3 separate regions of the Zea mays genome follow, and regions 1 and 2 are each linked to region 3. Evidence: chromatin contacts called from public Hi-C data. All regions are on one chromosome and are shown on one strand. The core of a region is the stretch at or near the end of the contact, and the rest is flanking DNA. Distances in the headings are between cores, read along the strand shown. Region 1 has its middle 73 kb from the start of LOC109939939. Region 2 has its middle 24 kb from the start of LOC103626716. Region 3 holds the start of LOC100217072 (Chaperone protein ClpB4 mitochondrial).

Region 1 (3,171 bases), core at 230-2,729, 760 kb before region 3:
TTATAGGAATTGAAATGGATTAATTTGGACTTCATATGAATTTTATATGAATTAAACAAGTTTTAGGAATTGTTTTTATATTAAAATTCAATTTCTAATTCAATTTCTTTGTTTTTCTCATTCACTGGACTGCGCGCGTAAAAATAGAGAAATGCAGGGGGTTTGATATAAAACTTCTTAAGACTAAGAGAGCGCCCGAGTGGATGGCGGGTTTATTTTTCAGAACCCCGAGGGCTCTTTTGCAACTAGCGCTGGCTGAAAGGGTACCTGGCGATCTAGGCCGTCGGATCTAGAACTTGTGCGCCAGATTAGACCTAGGTTAGATTTTACCTGTACCCGACCCTGGTCGTTGGAGATCCGCGGTACACAGCGCATGGTTCCTCGCTTGCTCGATTTCCATCCAACGGCGAAGATCTATTCTACACTAATCGGTACGCTACACTCGATCATGGCCGTCCAACACGAGGTCGACGGTGTTAGGCTCATCTTCTCCACACGAACCTGTTACGGCGGTGCCGCCCAGAGTCTACGGAGGTTCCTCACCGGAGTGCCGCCCAATCGAGCACCGGAGTGCCGTTTTCCCCCCACTAGCACACGGTGTACGGATTTGAGGTGCAAAAAATCCTATGCATAACGCGGAAGGGCATTGTACAATTGGGACATGCGCATACCGGCAATTGGAGGCAGCTCCCAGTGAATGACTGCGCGACTGAGTTCCTTCGAGGCGAGTCCCGGCACCCTAACTTGATGCCGCAAAGGACGCCACCTACGGTACGGGGAGCACCGCAGCCGCCACGCGCGTCCAGAGCCCGGACGACTCTTCCCCGCGGTTGCCCAGACCACCGCGCACAGCTCGGCGCGTGGCTGCTGATGTTTTAGCGAGTGCTTCCCCGCACGCGAAGCTCCCTGGCGGCGGCGCAGAGCACGGTTGCGGCGGCCCGGTGAAGTTCCTCGGCCATGGCAAAGCAGTTCCCGCTCCCGCACGGCGCGGCCCGCGACACCAGCGGCACCGAAGCTCCATCTCCCTCCTCTCTCTGCGTTTTCCCTCGCCGTTTGACCCGTGGTGACGCAGCAGAAGCCTCTAGCCATGGAACTCCCTGAACCGCGAAAGATCCCTGCGCCCATGGAGGAGCTCGAACAGGAAGTAGACTTGTGTGATGTGCGCCATGGCTTGACGTCGAGTGGAGGAAGGGGGTTCTCTGCGCCTAGTACTGCTGTGGGGGAGAAATTCTGGGAGTGTGGCGGCGCGACTGTTTATGTGCAGAGGTAGTTGGACCTTCGATGGTGGCTGCGCAGAAGCCGGTGCATCCAGCGGGATCCCAGCGCGTGGCCTGCGAAGACCGTGGCAGAAGCCCACCAGCCACCACGCGATTCTGTTGCGCACCGAGGCGAAAAGAACTCGGTCTTCAGTTGCTACCGACCTGGGGGTTGGGGAAAGACCTGACGCCTGGGGGCCACATGTCATCCGCAGAAACGCGACGGTGGGAAGGGGCTGAGTCCCACACGACAGCGAGAATAAGCACCAGAGCGCGTCACTTGAGACTAGGCAGTGGGCCCGCGCACCAGTAGCGCAACAGCCACGCAGTGGTGGAGTTAGTGGGCCAAAAAGGGAAGAAAACTGGGCTGGCAGGTGAGAATTCGGCCCAATTGGCCCGTTCACCAATTCTTTTCCTTATTCTCATTTTCAGTTTTGTATTTCTTTCAAGTTTGAATATGGTTTAAATTGAATTTTAAATCTGGGTTTTCAGTTTTCTAATTCCAAATAAATGCACAATCAAAACTTCAACATGAATGCATGAATATACTTTTATTAATCTATTTATTATTTTATTTATGATAATGTTTTTGAATATGTCACTTGTGTACTCCACATTGTATTATTTATTTTTTTGAATGTAATTTATAGTATATAACATATGTTAATTTAGATGCTTCAAGAAAGTATTTATAAATACATTACTCATATAAGGGTCTTTTTATATAGTCTCCTAAAAAATATTTAAAGGAAATATGCCTCTTTTAATAAGATCCATAATTAAAATGACTCCTTTATTATTTCTCAAGTGACTAGGGTTTTAGGAGCTAGATTCTAGGGTTTACACCCGGAATGCCACCAGATAGGGAAGTCAAATTCATTATTGATCTCTTACCTAGTACTGCTCCCATTTCAAAAAGGCCATATAAGATGTCAGTGGAAGAGTTAAAAGAACTTAAGAAACAGTTAACGGAGTTGCAGAAAGCAGGGTACATTCGTCCGAGTTCCTCACCTTGGGGAGTGTCGGTTCTGTTTGTACAGAAGAAAGATGGATCGCAAAGGATGTGTGTGGATTATAGATCCCTTAATGATGTTACTGTGAAGAACAAGTATCTGTTACCCCGCGTTGAGGATTTATTTGATCAGATGAGAGGTGCAAGGGTGTTCTCGAAGATTGATCTCCGATCAGGTTATCATCAAATGAAGATTAGACCATCTGATATTCCTAAGACGGCTTTCTCAACCCGATATGGTTTATATTCGTCGTGGTATTCATCAACGATATTCTTATTTATTCCAAGAGTGATAGTGATCATGAGAAACATCTGAGATTGGTGCTACAAAAGCTATGGGATAATCAACTCTACGCTAAGTATAGCAAATGCGAGTTCTAGATTGATGAAGTGCCATTCCTTGGACATATCATTTCTAATGGTGGGATATCAGTGGATCCTGCTAAAGTCAAGGAGATATTGGAGTGGAGTATACCAGTACAGTTACTGATGTCCGGAGTTTCTTAGGACTTGCAGGCTATTATCGGTGATTTATTGAAGGGTTCTCTAGGATTGCTAAGCCTATGACCTCACTTCTGGAGAAGGGAAGAGAGTTTAAGTGGGACTCGAAGTGCCAAGATAGCTTTAATCAACTGAATTTAGGTTGATGTCACCCCTAGTGTTGGTTATGCCAGATCTACAGAAGGGATTTGACATTTATTGTGATGCATGTGGCCAAGGCTTGGGATGTGTGCTTATGCAAGAAGAACATGTGATCGCCTACGCGTCTCGTCAGTTGCGGAAACATGAGTTGAACTATCCCACTCATGACTTAGAACTGGCAGTCGTAGTGCATGCACTTAAAATATGGAGACAATATATTATGGGAACCAAGTGCCAAGTGTACACCGATCACAAGAGCTT
Region 2 (2,963 bases), core at 76-2,575, 520 kb after region 3:
GTTATCCGCCTGTAAAATGATAATTTCTACTGGCTCCTAGCACCGGCGGTTCCAAGAAACACTAGTGAAAATTGGTTCACAACCGCCGCTATAGAGCGTCTGTGTACTAATGGAACGGGCTCGATCGGTGCCTCTACTGTTGATGTTGATGGTGCCTCGTTACCCGCTCGTTATCATGCATATGATCGTGTGCGAAATAATGTTTGCACCACATATAATAGTGTTTGTTGAGCGGGGTTTGATATAGAAAACAAGATAGAGAATGGGATATACTCCCTCCAGGTCTAAAATTCTTGACGAGAAGTCATTAACTAGAGTGCATGTTTCCCGTTTTACCTTTAGTAAATAAGGTCGTGTGGCATTGGAGGTCATTATATTCTCTTAGCTCATGTGGTTGGAAAGACATTTTTGAAGCCTACGGTCTCCGGTTCAACTCCTGGCCGTGCATTAGAGGCCCTTTTTTCGCGATGGGATTTATTTTGCTGCATCCGTCATTTTTTTCGTTCGCGCCAATGTTGCCGCTGCATGCCATTTTTTTCGCGCCAATGTTGCCGATGCGTGGATGTAATCCGGCTAGCTATCACTAGATGCATTGCAAACGTACTGGTGCCAGATATCCAAAATAATCCAGCTAACCAGATACTACTACTCTACTACTAACTGTGGTGCTTGTTCATGATGGATTTGAATATGGAACCACCGAACAATGAAATTGGTAATGCCGGTCTTCATTTTCTTTTCTTTTTAGCTCGTGACAAAGTGTCTATGCTGCTCCACAATTTCAGCATGTTTAATACGCATGCATGCAGAGAAAATAAGGAGCCCCATGTAGCAAGGGGAATTAAATGCGCAACATTGGTGCACGCTAAGCGCGCATGCAGGGGCAAAAACGGCTAAATTTGCATGCAAAAGCTAAAACATCAAAATTTTTGATCCATTCCTTCGTTGCCTTAAACGTCAATTTAGACTAGAGGGAGTAGGAGAGCTGCTGGAGACGATAGCCTTAGCGCTGTCCGTCATATATACTTGGTTCCTCTCCTTTGTTTTCTTAAGCTAGCTATAGTACACCCCGCAGGTTAATTAGTTACTACATACTCGTAGTGCTAGCTAGGTACCCCGGATTATCCTAGATTAGATCTGTGTACGTGGACAGTAGCATATGAGACGCAAGAGACTCACCAACCACCCACCGCCTTCTGATTCCCTTGCGTCCGCATGCTTCTCCAACCGAGCAGAAAGTGTTGGTGGGTAGGAGTACATGTACTTGGAGAAGTGGGAGATCTCCTCTGCTGCTGCGCTGGGTCCTCACTTGTGCCGCACCGCACGGGGAACATGTGCTTCTTGTGCTGTGCCAGTGCCATGCATGCATCCAACTGTTCCTTACGTAAGTGTGTGCGTGAGCGCGTGGTCAGGGCGCTCGGTCGGTCGGTCGCGGCGCGTTCATGCCTGAAAAATCGCCGTCGAGATGCGCGCGCGCGTGGCTCCACTCCACTCCACCGGGGCTTCTTCTGATCTGATTAATTAATAAATAAATTAATAAGCACGCTCTCGCCGCTCGGCCAGGTTGCATGCACGAGTTGTCCGGTGCGTGTCGGCACGGGCATGGGCGCATGACGCGGAGTCCACGCTACCAGGCCCCGCCGACGCCGACGCCGACGTGATAGATGGCGTCGTCCTGTGTCCTGCAAAAAGATCCTGCTGTCCTTGTTCAGAAAACAAAAAAGAAATCCTCCTGTCCACGGCGACGACGCGCTCTGCCAGCCAGACGCTGCACCTGCATGCACGCACCAAACCACCGGCTTTGCTCGCGCTGGTGTGGCACGTGCGTGCTAGCAGTGGCAAGTCTGTTTGGTTTGGAGTAATCAGGTATTAGGGTTTTTGCAGAATTAAGGTTATGACAATTGGTTGAGTATGAAGGGAAAAATACCATGGTGTTCAGAAGCATTTTCTTGAGATTAATCTCAGAGCTTTGTACATGCCATGCACCTTTGTGATATCGCAATCTTGTACCAAAGATATTCATTCTTTGATATCACACCGTCTTGGTCGAGGGAGGGGCGACACATGTTTTGCCCTTATTAAATAAGATGTTTAGTATATTCTATATGAGAAATTATCATCATAGGTGTACTGGCTAGTAGTGCCAGGAGTTGCAAGACAAGACGTCGCATATTTTTTCCTCATATGAAACATACCAAACACCCTATTTAAAAAATAAGAGTATAGAGACGAGGGGGTCTTTTTTGCCCCTATACTCGGCGGCAGGTCCCCTAGGGATCCTGGTGCCAAAAAAATGCAAAAATATTCATAATTGAGCCTCTGTAGTCCATTATTGGGACGGTAGCCACTCATTTTTTTTTCGCAATATTTCAGTTCTGGAGTATAGTTTTAAAATCTAAATATTTTAAATGAAAAAAAGCGCAACACTAGTGCATAGCGGGGTAACAGGCCACGAGCAATGGGCCATATAAAGCCCATGTACGGATGTAAGAAGCGGTCAGCCCAAATAAGTGAATTACGGTTCCTTCTTCTCGCTCGTGACCAACATCGTTCGCAGGTAATTGTCGTACCTGGTCAGCCCAAATAAGTGTAATTGTATCTAAAGACCATCTTTTACGGCCTTATGTTTTTTTTGGGGTGATAGATTACTCCATTTGTTGGCCCATCACTGCTAAAGAGGCCGAGTGGATCGAGCTCTCGCGAAGGAGCTGGCCAGCTGGGCAGTCTGTATTATGTGGGCCAAGTCTCCAGGCCTGTAAGGAAAAAGTTAAGCCTCCCACCCGGGCGCGCACCGCTCACCGACGACCACCGGATCCACATCGCCTGAATATGACCAGGTAATCTCTTGTTTGCGTTATTAATTATCCACCTTAAAAACTTATCCTGACCTTTTCAGTAAAAAAAAAACTATCAACCAGAAAAAAATGCAGATTACGATACTGAAAGTGCTACGCTTGATCTTG
Region 3 (3,312 bases), core at 59-2,558:
CTTAGTAATTCAGGCGTCAACTCTACATTGCCGAACCTTCGCATAGACGGTTCTGTTGTTCCAGGGCAGACACTGGGTGGTAGCAATTCAGGTGGTTGTGTTGTCCCCCCTCTGCAAGATGGCAGGATTGATCACCAAGCTGTCAGCAGTCATCTAAACTACAACAACGAACTCATGGGGACAGGTAGGCTGCAAAGGGGACTTAGTGGTGGTCTGGATGACATTGTCGTGGACATGTTTAGGCCGGTATGGTCCTATACATCTTTTTTTTTATATTCGAGAGTAGTTAGCATTACGGCCCCGTATTTTTATGTGAACCATGCGTTTTTTTTTCAATGCAGGACCGCGCAGACGATGGCGTCTCCTTCATTGATGGGGACTGGGAACTGGTCTAGCAAGTTTCAGTTCTCTACATCAAGTCTGCCTTCGTGTGAGATTTTCCGCATTTGTGGTTGTGGAGGGGTTCGGCGCTTGATTGGTCCAAAGTTGTTTATAGTAGCAAGATTGCATCACAAATGCCCTTTGCATTTGGTTTTTCAGTTTAGCGACCAGGTTCCAGTGTCACGTCCGAATATCAACTATGTGGTATTTGCTACCTTAACTCGTATGGCTATGTTTTCAAGTCAGGTGTTAACTGTGGCTATCGTGATATATACAGCATGGTTATGAGCCAAGGAATGCTGTCCTGTTTCCTCTTGGAAATCGTTTTGCTGTTCCCTTTGTTGATTGTCACTGGCAATCTGTTCCAGAAAGATCCCAGCATTCGTCATTTGCAATTTTGCATGATTGCTTGATAGCCTGAGAAATCGAAACATGTTTCCAGCATCGTGGTCAGTCTTGCCGAGACTGAAGTTATAGGCGAAGATCAAGCGTGAACACTGGTTTGGTGACAACCCCACGATCCCCCTCAATACACCGATCCGTCTTAGAGCTTGTTTGGATACTATAGTATTTACTTTAATTTGTATATATTAAAGCCGTTTACGGTGTAAACTAATTTACACTTCAATTCAATTAGTACTTACTTTGATTCACATATATTAAAGCGGTTTACGGTGTAAACTAATTTACCCTCCAATTCACTTTAGTACATATAGATTTTGGTTTACCTTAATACAATCTTCTTGACACCAAACTAGCCCTGTAGTTTGAATGTTTTGGAGTTTATGCGTTTGCAATTTGCAAAAGATTTGGATACTCGCCTTCATCCGCTGCTGCTGCCGAGCAAACGATGCAGCGAAAGTGAAGAACTCGCGCCGAACGCAGTTCTCCATCTTATCTCGACGATGAGTGCCCCCCCTTGAGTCGGCTACGAACGGTATCCGTCGGTTACGGATCAGACGGTTGACGTGCACGGAGGTCGACGAACACCGCATCTAGTAGAAGCTTCTGCAACCTTCCATTCGCTTCGCCTGCGCTGCCGGCACACCTTCTTTCCCCTTCTCCAAGCGTCGCCACTCCTCTCCGCTGTGCCCTCCCAACAACCGTCGCCGCCGCCACAAATAACCGAGCCAGCATCTTCGCGGCGTAACCGCTTGGCCAGTCCAGTGTCCGCAGCAAAGCGCTAAACCCAGACCCAAAACCCTCCGCCACGATGGCGCGCTCCGCCGCGTCCAGGCTAGCGCGCGCAGCCCGCGCGGTTGTGGTCGCCACCAAACGCCGCCAGGGCCCCGGCGTTAGCCGCGAGGTACTCCCGCGGTCCCTCGCGCCGCTCGCGGGTGATGCCTCCGCCTTCGGCGCCACCACGGGGAGGCCGGCGTGGTTTGCCGCGCCTTTGGGGCGGTTTCCCGTCGGGGCCGGCGGAGCTGGGCTCCAGGTGCCGCCGCGCCGGCTGTTCCACTCTACTACGCCCGCTCAGTACAGCGCCGCCGGCACCTCGTCCTCGTCTCAGGTCGGTGCCACTATGTACACCGCTGCCCGTGTCTCTGTTCTTATGCGCCGAGCCGCTGATTGGGTGCCACTCGTGTCGATTTGATTTCGGTCAGTGCTGTAGAGATCTAGCTAACCAAACGGCTGGATTGTAAAGCTCTGGAACGTCGAATGCATGCTGTTCTGCACTTCTGCTGCAAATTCGTAAAGATTCATTGTGTCACGATAACTTTGGATGCTATAATGAATAGGTGTGATACTATTGTGTAGTAGTATGGTGTCACTGATTTCATCCTTTGATCTCCGGAAGTATGGAATGCTGGGGTGATTGATTTGCATAGTTAATAGTCCTATTCCACAATACAAAATCCATAAGCGATGCTGAGATGATGCTTTTAGGTGCTTTCTGTGTTGATGTTGTTGGACTATTGTCTTGCTGTAGCTGTATTTTCATCGTGTTGGTGATTGCATTCTTTTGTTGTTATTAGTTAAACAAGTCAACAGTTTCTAACCTTTGTTTCAAAAGTGTGTACAATCAGTTGGTCCGTCTGTAGATGTAGTTAAACAGTATATCGGAGTGTTATACTTTTACCTATAGGTTCCCACTTGAATAGAGTGTCTCCAACCATGAATTACTATAGATTTCACATGCATCTAGATCTTCGCTTGACTTGCAGTGCTAGGGCAGGTTTGCAAGTGCTCTTTCTTTGTGACAAAAACGTGGGGTGTTTTCTCGAGAGTAAGATATCTTGTTTTGTATGTATATACAGAAAAGGAAAAAAAAATGTAACAAGGGAGTCACAAGGATCATAAATCAAAAGAGGAGGCGGCTAACATCATGGTAAAATTGATCAACCAATCTGACAACAAAGTCTTAACATTTGATTTTGCTTTTAGAGACAATAGAGCAAATTCAGGCTTGAAAGATTGCTTCCATCTGCCGACTGATTGAACCACATCTTCGAAGACTACTATTTTGATGACACCAAATAGTTTAAACAGCAATTTCCCTGAAAACAGGAGACCCAAATATTTCTGTTCCAGCAGCAGGTTGTTTATATACACACAGCAATGGGTAGGGCTTGCAAAGTACTGTTGGCTTGAGTCCTGATCTCTGTTTTTCCTTATTTTTCTTTGATCAAAACAGATAACACCAGGAGAATTCACTGAGATGGCCTGGGAGGGGATTGTTGGTGCGGTTGATGCAGCAAGATTATCAAAACAACAGATAGTAGAGTCGGAGCACTTGATGAAAGCTCTTCTGGAGCAGAAGGATGGGCTAGCACGCAGGATATTTTCAAAAGCGGGTGTAGATAACACATCAGTCCTGCAAGCTACTGACGACTTTATTTCTAGACAGCCAAAGGTATTAGCGGTGGGCCTTAATAATTCCACACATTAAACCAACTAAACAAGTTCTGTTTATTAAGGTGGTAAATTTTA

What was found. A called contact is a pair of places that touch in the nucleus more often than the background predicts.
Region 1: a Hi-C map of ear shows a contact between it and region 3, with 3 times the contacts expected there. The contact joins the enhancer-like site here to the promoter of LOC100217072 in region 3. A contact is called at or near these places in 2 of 25 Hi-C or Micro-C datasets (ear and tassel).
Region 2: a Hi-C map of bundle sheath shows a contact between it and region 3, with 4 times the contacts expected there. The contact joins the enhancer-like site here to the promoter of LOC100217072 in region 3. A contact is called at or near these places in 4 of 25 Hi-C or Micro-C datasets (bundle sheath, ear, endosperm and 1 more).

The regions. Positions count from the first base shown.
Region 1 is chr5:96,099,424-96,102,594 of Zm-B73-REFERENCE-NAM-5.0, reverse strand. No RefSeq gene overlaps it. Among protein-coding and RNA genes, the nearest start is that of LOC109939939, 73 kb to the right of the region's middle. Within about 2 kb of position 1,479, at least 19 of the 20 cell types and tissues checked have an H3K27ac peak or open chromatin away from gene starts, as enhancers often do. A contact at or near this core is called in ear and tassel, where this site is marked.
Region 2 is chr5:94,820,268-94,823,230 of Zm-B73-REFERENCE-NAM-5.0, reverse strand. No RefSeq gene overlaps it. Among protein-coding and RNA genes, the nearest start is that of LOC103626716, 24 kb to the left of the region's middle. Within about 2 kb of position 1,325, at least 20 of the 20 cell types and tissues checked have an H3K27ac peak or open chromatin away from gene starts, as enhancers often do. A contact at or near this core is called in bundle sheath, ear, endosperm and 1 more, where this site is marked.
Region 3 is chr5:95,342,197-95,345,508 of Zm-B73-REFERENCE-NAM-5.0, reverse strand. LOC100217072 (Chaperone protein ClpB4 mitochondrial) reads left to right here and starts at 1,308. Exons shown (of 10, transcript NM_001359556.1): 1 at 1,308-1,891; 2 at 3,017-3,235. The coding sequence starts at 1,595. LOC541638 (response regulator 9) reads left to right here. Exons shown (of 6, transcript NM_001111393.1): 5 at 1-246; 6 at 342-672. The coding sequence ends at 395.